Linked DNA regions of Canis lupus: region 2 is linked to region 1. The links are chromatin contacts, called in public Hi-C maps. All regions are on one chromosome and are shown on one strand. The core of a region is the stretch at or near the end of the contact, and the rest is flanking DNA. Distances in the headings are between cores, read along the strand shown.

Evidence for each region. Hi-C and Micro-C count contacts between places; a contact is called where the count stands out from the background.
Region 2: a Hi-C map of blood shows a contact between it and region 1, with 3 times the contacts expected there. The contact joins two enhancer-like sites. A contact is called at or near these places in 6 of 9 Hi-C or Micro-C datasets (amygdala, blood, liver and 2 more).

Annotation. Positions count from the first base shown.
Region 1 is chr15:3,683,016-3,687,623 of UU_Cfam_GSD_1.0, forward strand. All of the region lies in intron 1 of MACF1 (microtubule-actin cross-linking factor 1, isoforms 1/2/3/5), which reads right to left. Among named protein-coding and RNA genes, the nearest start is that of MACF1, 91 kb to the right of the region's middle. Within about 2 kb of position 2,231, at least 10 of the 20 cell types and tissues checked have an H3K27ac peak or open chromatin away from gene starts, as enhancers often do. A contact at or near this core is called in blood, where this site is marked.
Region 2 is chr15:3,758,791-3,763,398 of UU_Cfam_GSD_1.0, forward strand. All of the region lies in intron 1 of MACF1 (microtubule-actin cross-linking factor 1, isoforms 1/2/3/5), which reads right to left. Among named protein-coding and RNA genes, the nearest start is that of MACF1, 16 kb to the right of the region's middle. Within about 2 kb of position 2,636, at least 14 of the 20 cell types and tissues checked have an H3K27ac peak or open chromatin away from gene starts, as enhancers often do. A contact at or near this core is called in blood, where this site is marked.

The sequences.
Region 1 (4,608 bases), core at 981-3,480:
CACTTGGGTGGCCCAGTCAGTTAAATGTCTGCTTTCGCTCAGGTCATGATCTCTGGGCCCTGGGATCAAGCCCTGCAGTTGGGCTCCCTATTCAGTGAGGAATCTGCTTCTCCCTCTCCCTCGGCCCCTCCCCTCAGCTTGTGCTCATGCGCACACTCTCTCTCTTTCTCAATAAATATAAATAAAATATTTTTTAAAAGAATAAATATAATTTTGATAAAAATAATTTTATAGAAAGTTGAGCTGGATTATGGAAGGCCTTAAATGACAAAATGAGTTTGGATTTTATTCTATAGGGGACAATGAGCCCTAAAAGTCCTCCTCTCCCACTTAAAAAATAAATAAATAAAAAAGATGTTTGGAATCCCAGCCCCCACATAGATTCCCTTCCTATGTTTAACTAGAATAAATATTCTAGTTAACTGGTATGTTAGAATACTTCTCCCTTATCACTGTTCAACCTTATGATTAAAGGTCATAACCAAAGGTCATAACTTTAGCTCATAACCAAAGGGAGAGAAGATCTGTATACATCATGAGCAGGTACAGAAAACATGTCCAGGTCAAGACTGCTGCTTCTGCTCAGACTCCTCCAACTCAGAGTCAGGCTCTCTGAAACAGGCTCATCACAGATTACTCTCAGGGAGCTCCCAAATCGAACCCATGCTAGAGAAATTTTCCCTTGGGTCCTCTGGCACTTCAGGCTAAAGGTCTCTTCTAATGATTTGTCATTTCATGGAGAGTTATAGGGAGGAGGAATATTGTCATGTAGGGTCCAGGGAAGCCCAGTACCCTTCCCTAAAAAATGTGGTATGATTCAGCCCCTTCTGATTCATGTCCTTCTCACCGGAAGATCAGCTTTAGTCCACAATAGACGTGGTAGTAATTATCCAAAAACAGCCCATTGTCAGCACCAAATAGTAAGCTTTCCTCCCTCTCTTCCAATTCTGAGGTTTTTTTGTATTTGGGTTTGGTTTTTTTTTTTTTTTTGGGGGGGGGGGGGGGGGCTTTTTTTTCTTGTTTATGATATATCTTAAAGAGAGGCAATATCTTCTGTCCAAGAAGTCCTCCAAGCCACTTTCAGATAAATGATTCATAAAGCACAAAAACAGCAATTGATATTGCTAAGCCATTTCTCCCCAGATACTTCTTGGGAGACCTGAATCCTGACACAGAATACAAGCAATAAATATCCTTTTAACTTTTGGAAAACTAATTTAGCCTCCAAATTCATAATCATACAGACTCTGGAAAGTGTTAAAGAATAATAGTGACCAGCACTCTCTTCCAATCTTAATATAAATGGAAGCCTGGGGGTGCCTGGTTCACTCAGCAGGGGTTGCAAGGGTATGTGAAACATATGACTCTTGATCTTGGGGGTCATGAGTTCAAGCCCCATGTTGGGTGGAGAGATTACTAAAAATAAATTAGTTAATTAATAAAATAAAACAAATAGAAGCCTGAATACCTAACCAACTTTAGTGATTTGAAATATGAAGGGATACCAAAACTTACTATCCTTTTTCCTGACTGTAAGGTTTCCCCATTTATCAGCTTCATCCATACACACCACAGAGGGCCTCTAATTCAAAGGGGGGGAAAAAGAAATTTATCTGAGGTTAGAGCAAAGATCCAGCTCTTGCCAAACACTGAAAGGAACTGAAAAAAACAAAACAAAACAAAAACACTGGAAGGAACCAGAGTACTTTTGGCAATAAAGTAAAGTCCCTGAGATTTGACCTTCTGATATCTAGGCAAGTTCCTGTATCTAATATATCAAGGGAAATGCCACACTTCCAGCTGCCATGAGCATGTGCGGTTCAATTCCAAGACATAGACCCTGCCAGCCATAGAGTTAATGTACAGGGTGCAGGAACACAGCACACTGCGTGTCATGAGATGTCTCATCCAGATATGAACACAGTACACCCAAGACAGGCAGAGACTTGACCACATGCTCTAAAGGCACATGAACAGCACTGCCCACACCAAAGCTCATGAGAAAGGAACTACAAAACAGGTGATGTTTTTTGTGATCTCTGCCAGTCCATCGTTCTGACTGCCCAGGCAACCGTTCTATTCAACCCCTCCCTCCAGCCTCAATCAAGGTTCCTGTCTCCACCTGCGCCTCTGACATCATCCTGTCATTATATTTTCTTTGAAATGCCTTTGATGAAAAATGAGTCATCTCTTCCTGCCGACACAGGCCTAAGCCTCTTCCTGGCAAGTTATTCCTTTTTGTCCGTCCTCTGAGGGCAGGGCGCCCCCCAGTGGCTTCTCCAGCTGCTGTCTCTGCACCTCCAAGGAAAGCCTGTTCACAGACCAAGATCAAAAGCCTGGAGGAAAAATCTAAGAAATGAAAGTGAGGTTCTTGGTGGAGCTGGAAAGAGGCCTGCGATCCAAAACGTAAACTATCTATGTGGTGTGTGTGGATGAAGTTGGGAAGATAAATAAGAACTCGGGAAGGACAGAGTCACACTTAAAACTCGAAACGCCTTCAACTCAACCTCAGGGCATTCCCCTTAAAAGGTTTCGTTCCTCAAACAGTGTGCCTGTCGTCAACTTTTCTCCTGCACGAAGTGATCGCAAACCTTAATTTCTCATCTTGAGGCTTTGAGGGCAATGGTAACCTGCCCAGTGCTCAAGACAGTGATGCTCTAACTTTAAGATTCACAGTGGCAAGAAGGGGACGAGCACAAATCAACAAAATGCTATTCACACATACAAAATCACCCTCAATTTTTTATAACAGTTTTATTGAATTTAGTTCACACACCATACAATTCACCCTTTTCAAGTGAACAATCCAATAGATGTTAATATATTCACCATCACCACTATGTAATTTTAAAACATTTCATTACCCGCCCCCAAAGAAACCCTATATCCATTATCAGTCATGTCCCATTCCACCCTCTCCTAGCTCCAGCAACCACTAATCTACTTATTGTCTCTGTGGACTTGCCTATTGTGTACAATGGAATCATACCATATGTGGTCTTTTTTAACAGCCTTCTTTCACTTAGCATGTTTTTTAATCCGATCCATCTTAGCATCAATTAGTACTTCATTCCTTTCAACTGCTGAATAATATTCCATTGTATGGATATGACACATTTTGTTTATCCACTCATCAGTTGACAGATATTTGGGTTGTCTCCACTTCTGAGCTATTATGGATAATGCTGCTATGAGCAATTGTGTACAAGTTTTATGTGGACATACATATTTGTTTCTCTTAGATATATGCTTAGTGGAATTGCTGGGTCTCCTTAACTTTTTAAGGAACCACTAAGTTATTTTCTGAAGCAGCTGCACCATTTTACATTCCCAACAGCAAGGCATGATGGTCCCAATTTCTCCACATCCTCACCATATCTTTCCTATTACAGTAGCCATTCTAGTAGGTATGAAAAGGTATTCTCATAATGATTTTGATTTGCATTTCCTTAATGACTAATGATGTTGAGCATCTCTTCATGTGCTTATTAGTCATTTGTGTATCTTCTCTGGAAAAATGCCTATTCAAATCTTTTGCCCATTTTTGACTGAGTTGTCTTTTTACTATTATATTTAAAATATAAAGATTCATTGAAGTCTCTTATTAAATATATGACTTGTAAATATTTTCTCCCATTCTGTGGTGTGTTTCTTCACTTTTTAAATAGTGTCCTTTGAAGCACTAAAGTTTTTAATTTTGATCAAGTTCAATTTACCTATTTTTTCTTTTCTTTTGTTGCTTACGCTTTTGGTGTCATATTCAAGAAACCATTGCTTAATCCAAGGTCGCCAAAATTTATTCCTAAACATTCTAAGAGTTTTAGCTCTTACACACAGGTCTGTGAGTCATTTTGAACTTTTGCATATAGTGTCAGGTAGGAGTCTAACTTCATTCTTTTGCATCTGGATATCTGGTTGTTCCCCAGTATAATTTGTTGAAAAGATCATCCCTTCTACATCGAATTGTCTTGGTATCTTTGTCAAAAATTATTTGATCAGGGACGCCTGGGTGGCTCAGTGGTTGAGCGTCTGCCTTTGGCTCAGGGTGTGCTCCTGAGGTCCTGAGATCGAGTCCCACATCGGGCTCCCCGTGGGGAGCCTGCTTCTCCCTCTCTATATCTCTATATCTCCGCCTCTCTCTGTCTCTCACGAATAAATAAATAAAATCTTTTAAAAAATCATTTGATCATAAATGCAGGGGTTTAATTTTGGACTTTCAATTCTATTCCATCAATCTACATATCTATTCTTTTTTTTTTTTTTTTAAGATTTTATTTACTTATTAGAGACACAGAGAGAGAGGCAGAGACACAGGCAGAGGGAGAAGCAGACTCCATGCAGGGAGCCCGATGCGGGACTCGATCCCAAATCTCCAGGATCAGGCCCTAAACCACTGAGCCACCAGGGCTGCCCTACATATCTATTCTTATGCTAGAACCACACTGTCTTGATTGCTGTAGCTTGTTAATAAGTTTTCAAATTGGGAATGTGAGTCTTCCTTTTTAAGATTATTTTGACTACTATAGATCCCTTGCATTTCCATATGAATTTTAGGGTCAACTTGTCAATTTCTGCAACAAAATGTTAAAAAAAAAAAGGTGGCGATTG
Region 2 (4,608 bases), core at 1,386-3,885, 76 kb after region 1:
AGGATCATCTGCTCCCAAAAAACTCTGGCCCTTTAGCCATATCCAACTACTCACATTCTGTTCCTCAAACCCCTCCATTCACTTTTACCTTCAAACCTTTGCATGCGGTATTTATTTCTGTCTTCTCTCTTCCTCATCCACCTCCACCTGACTAAAATTCCATTCATCCCAAAGGTCCACTCAAGGGTCACCTCCTTTGTCAAATCTCCTAATGAACCACAAATGGAAATACTCATCCTTCCTCTTGCTTCCACAGCATTCCTTCATACATATCTCTTTATACATACCTTTATACATAACCTCTGTTCTAGCACGTACCATATCATAATTACTTGTTCGGGTATGCCTTTTCCTTTGCTAGATGTGAATAACCAAGGGCAGGAACCAGATCTCATTCATTATTCTGGCATCTCCAGTGCCTAACACTGTGTTACTTGTAATAGCTATTTAATAATTGTTTGTTGGAGGATTAAAAGAATAAAAACGTGGTCTGGCTCTACTGGTTGCTATTCACTCTGAAATATTAGGATAGAAAGTTATTATCTAATACCTCCTGTTTGCTGGAAAGTCAGGCTCTGAAAAAGCCTTTGGGATATTTAGGAAATGAGAGAGTGTTTATGTCCATGCTGAATCATCTAATCCTGCCAAAACCATGCTCACTACCAACACACAGGGAAATGGTTGCCAGGCACAATTATGGAAAATCCATGCCTGACAACCATTCCTAATACAGCTGCAATACATACTGTTCTACACCCTTCACAATGCAAATGCATCACTTCCCTTCTAGCCTCTGCCCCTTTCCAGGGACAGCTGATTCAGCTGAAAACTTTAGCTCTCCTTCTGAATACAAAAATCCTGTTTCATTTGTAGAACGAGGTGACTACAAATCAACAGCAGCGGAGAGAGAAAGATCCAAGTAATCTGGTGGCCTACCAATGAGACCTAGCTAGCATCTGAACATCATCAATATCTATTTCCCCAAGTCTCTCCAAAACTAATTCCTGTCTTTGTTCTCACAAACTACACCCCTGGTCTCTCTCTTGATCCCAGCTTAGGCAAAAAGTTCTCCTATAAAGGCAGTCAGAGGATTTCTAAGTCTGGAAAAATGCAAGAATTCCATACAGCGAAGTAACAAAGGCCTGGATGCTAATCTACCCTGACTTCCGTAAGACTGATGCAGTGGAGGAAAGAGAAATTCTTCTGCACCTATCCTAGAGCAGCCTGCACAGCAACTCAAGAACAGCTCAACCTGATTTATTCTGGCCAACCATTTTCCACTCATTCCTCCCCTCAAGAAAGAGATCTGTGCCTGGAAAGGATCAAATTCCTATACACCTGATCAAAGTCTTTCAGAGGAAACCAAACTAAGTGAGCCAGCGAGAGAGGGGCTGAGCACAGGAGGCCTCCCCTGGAACCAGCCCTACTCCCCATCCCCCCTTCTTTCCGCGTTTCATTTGCTAGGAGTCCAACTTCCTTTCAGCTGGAGGCCACCAGCAACACGATCCAGTGAGGCGCTGAGATTTCTTCACCTAACTTGTGTTATAATTCTGCTAGTTTTTGAAGCTGTCACAGCCCAAGACAGGCCCAGAGTACGACCCTCCCTCTAAAGAGTGCAGAGTTGCTCAGAAGCCCGCAAGGGGCCTTGAGGGAACCAACCACTCCTTTAGCAGCAGGTTTTCAAAGAAGTTCACAGCAGCACAGTCCAACCTCTTTGTGCTCTGAAACGAACCACATTTCTTAAAAGAAAGACCGCGGCGGGGGAGGGGGGGGTGTGACAAGAACACTTGCTGCGGGCAGGGAAACCTGGACGGCTTACAGGAGCTGGTGCAGAAGGGAACAAGCGGACCTCCTCAGCAGGTCCCCTTTTAACCTTTCATCTCTCTCTCCCCCTTTTCTGCGGCATTCCCGGGCAGCGCTCTAGTGCCACAAGAGAAGAAAAAGAGGGAGCGTTTTACAGCTCCTGCATTAGTTTCCCTTCACTGGGTCGTAAACAAGCACGCAGGGCTCGGTCGGAAGGGCCGAAGTTTCGCCTCCCGAGGAAGAGCAGCTGGAGGCCCAGTCACAGGGCTGCCCGTGGAGTCGCCGGGGGACGTCGCCCGGTCCGGACGGCACGACTGCCACACAAAGCAAAAGCCCGGCGCTGGACGTTCGAGACCAGAGCGGGGTGGGGGGCGGGGGGCGGGGGGCGCCCCCAGCGCGCGCGCAGGGCACGTCGGGCGCCGGGGACACGCGGGGGCGCCGCAGGCCGCAGCCCCTCCGCCTGTCAAAACTTTCTCGCGGACGCGCGGGGCTGCAACCCCCGCGAGCCTCCCCGCCCCCCCGCCTCACCGGCGCGAAGCCAGCAGGCCTCTCCCGCAGAGGCGCCCGCTCACCGGACCCCGGGCGCCCCGCGACGGCGCGGAGACCCGGGGAGACAAAGGGGGGCGAGGGGAGCCGGGCGCCCGGGGCGGACGGGGAGGCTCCAGGCGCGCGGCGACTCCTCCTCCTCCTCCTCCTCCTCCCGGCAGCTCCCCGCCGCGCCGGGGCTCCCGCGGCAGCGCCGGGCTCGCGCCCCTCACATAATGGGGCGGCCGGTGTGGCCAGCGCCGGGGAGAGCGCCGTCTCCGCGGGCTTATCTCCACTCCGCAAACAAGGCGGCCCGCGCCAGAGCAGGTCCGGGGCGGGGGCGAGCCCGAGCCCGAGCCCGAGCCCGAGCCCGGCCGCCCCCGCCCCCGCCCCCGCCCCCGCCCCGCGAGCCCCGGCCCCGCCGCACCTTTGTAGCGCTCCAGCACATCCTCGTACGCCTGCACGAACTCCTTCTCCTGGCTGCGGTTGGCCGGCTGCTGACCCGGCACGTACCCGGCCATGGCCGCCCGCGCCGCGCTCTCCGCGGGCCTCGGCGGGCGCCGGCTGCGGGCCCGCGCGCTGAGGCTGAGGCTGAGGCGGCGGCTGAGGCGGCGGCTGAGGCGGCCCCAGCGTCGGCCCTTTGTGCGGCTCGGCGGCGGCGGCCCTGCTGTCGGCTGTCGGCGGTCCGCCCGCCTCGCCCTCGCCCTCGCCCGGCCTGGCAGTGGCGCTCCGCTCCTCAGCCCGCCGCACCCGGCCGCTCGCGCTCCGCCGGTCCCGGCTCGCGTTTCCGCCTCCCCACCCCTCGCTCCGCTCCTCCCTCGGCCCGCCCCGGCGGCGGCGGCGGCGGCGGCGGCGGCGGCGGCTCCTCCTGTCAGGAGCGCAGGGCCCGGCCCGCTCCCGCCCCTCTCCCGCCGCCCGGGCGGCCCACGCGGGTCCCGGCGGGCTGCGGGCGGCGGGGGGCGGCGGGCGGGGCGGGGCGGGCCGCGGGGCGGGGGGGGGGACCCCGCGGCGCTGACCTGCACCCGCCCCCGGGACAAAGGAGGGAGCCCCCCCCCCCCCCGCCGCTGGAGGACCGAGCGGGCCTGCGCCGCCGCGGGAGGAGGCCCAGAGCCCCGCCGGGCAAGGGCGGCAGCCGACGGCCCTGAGAGCGCCGGGCGAGACCCGGGGCGAGACCCCGGGCGGCCGCGGACGGCGGGGGGGCCACACGGCAGCCCCCGAGACAAAGGCTCTTCCAGAAACGGAAGACACTGAACTTGAGACGGGAGGGCACGCCGAGCACCGCGAAGTAAACCAGGCCAAGGATGAGGAGCCGGAGGCCGAGCGACGACGGGGGGGAGGGGCGGAAACGGGATCCCGGGCGCCGCGGGGGAGGGGAGGGGAGGGGAGGGGAGGCCGCAGACGGGGGGCGTCGGGGGGCGCGGGCAGACCCCGCGGGGTCGTGGCGCCGGGACAGCCCTCCCGACGGACACACTTCGGTCGGCGAGGGGGACCGTGGGGACCTGTTAGGACCTGGAACAAAGGAAAAGATCCTGGAGCCCGAACGAGTCAGGGAGGAATAAAAGGAAGCCCAGGACTGTCTGTCAGGGCATAGGAAAGTGAGGGGAGGAAACGGGGAATATGGGTGGGGATTTACTTGGGACCGTGGAGAGAAGGGAGTTCCCAGGATCATCTGACCCTCCATTCACTCATCCCTGTGTCCCTTCACGGTGCACAGACCCGCACTGGGGCCCCGGGCTGGGAAGGGACAGCTCAGGTAAATGCGGGTGATCTTTTTGCCGCCCCCCCCCCTTTTCCCTCACCCGGTCACGATCCTCCAGAGGCCTCATCAAGTCTGTTCACTTGATTTTTTTTCAGTGGATGTGGTTTAAAAAAGTTAAGCTGGCTGATCTCACAATAGCAGCGTATTAGCAAGTTAAAAAAAAAAAGAGTTCATGGGACACTGAGCAGGCAAAATTGGGATTTGGGTTTCCATTTCAGTTCCTCTTCTCAAGATTTTTAAAGAGGAGCTTCTTCCCCCTGGGGCAAGGTAGTGCCAAGCCAAGCGCTTGTTCAATGCTCAGCACAGTAATGATAAGAAGAAATGATGTTTTTCACTAACAGGAATGCACTGGTTGTTTCCATCCTACCATGATCAAAAAATCAGGGTGAGCAAATCCTTAATCATATCTCCCATCATCCATCAAGTTCTGCTGGCCTGCCCAAGTTCTAGGCGTGGAAATCATATAGGGAAGGGCCTAAAAGAGGGCAGACAGAGAGGGTCTTTGGACAAAGGCTCTTTTC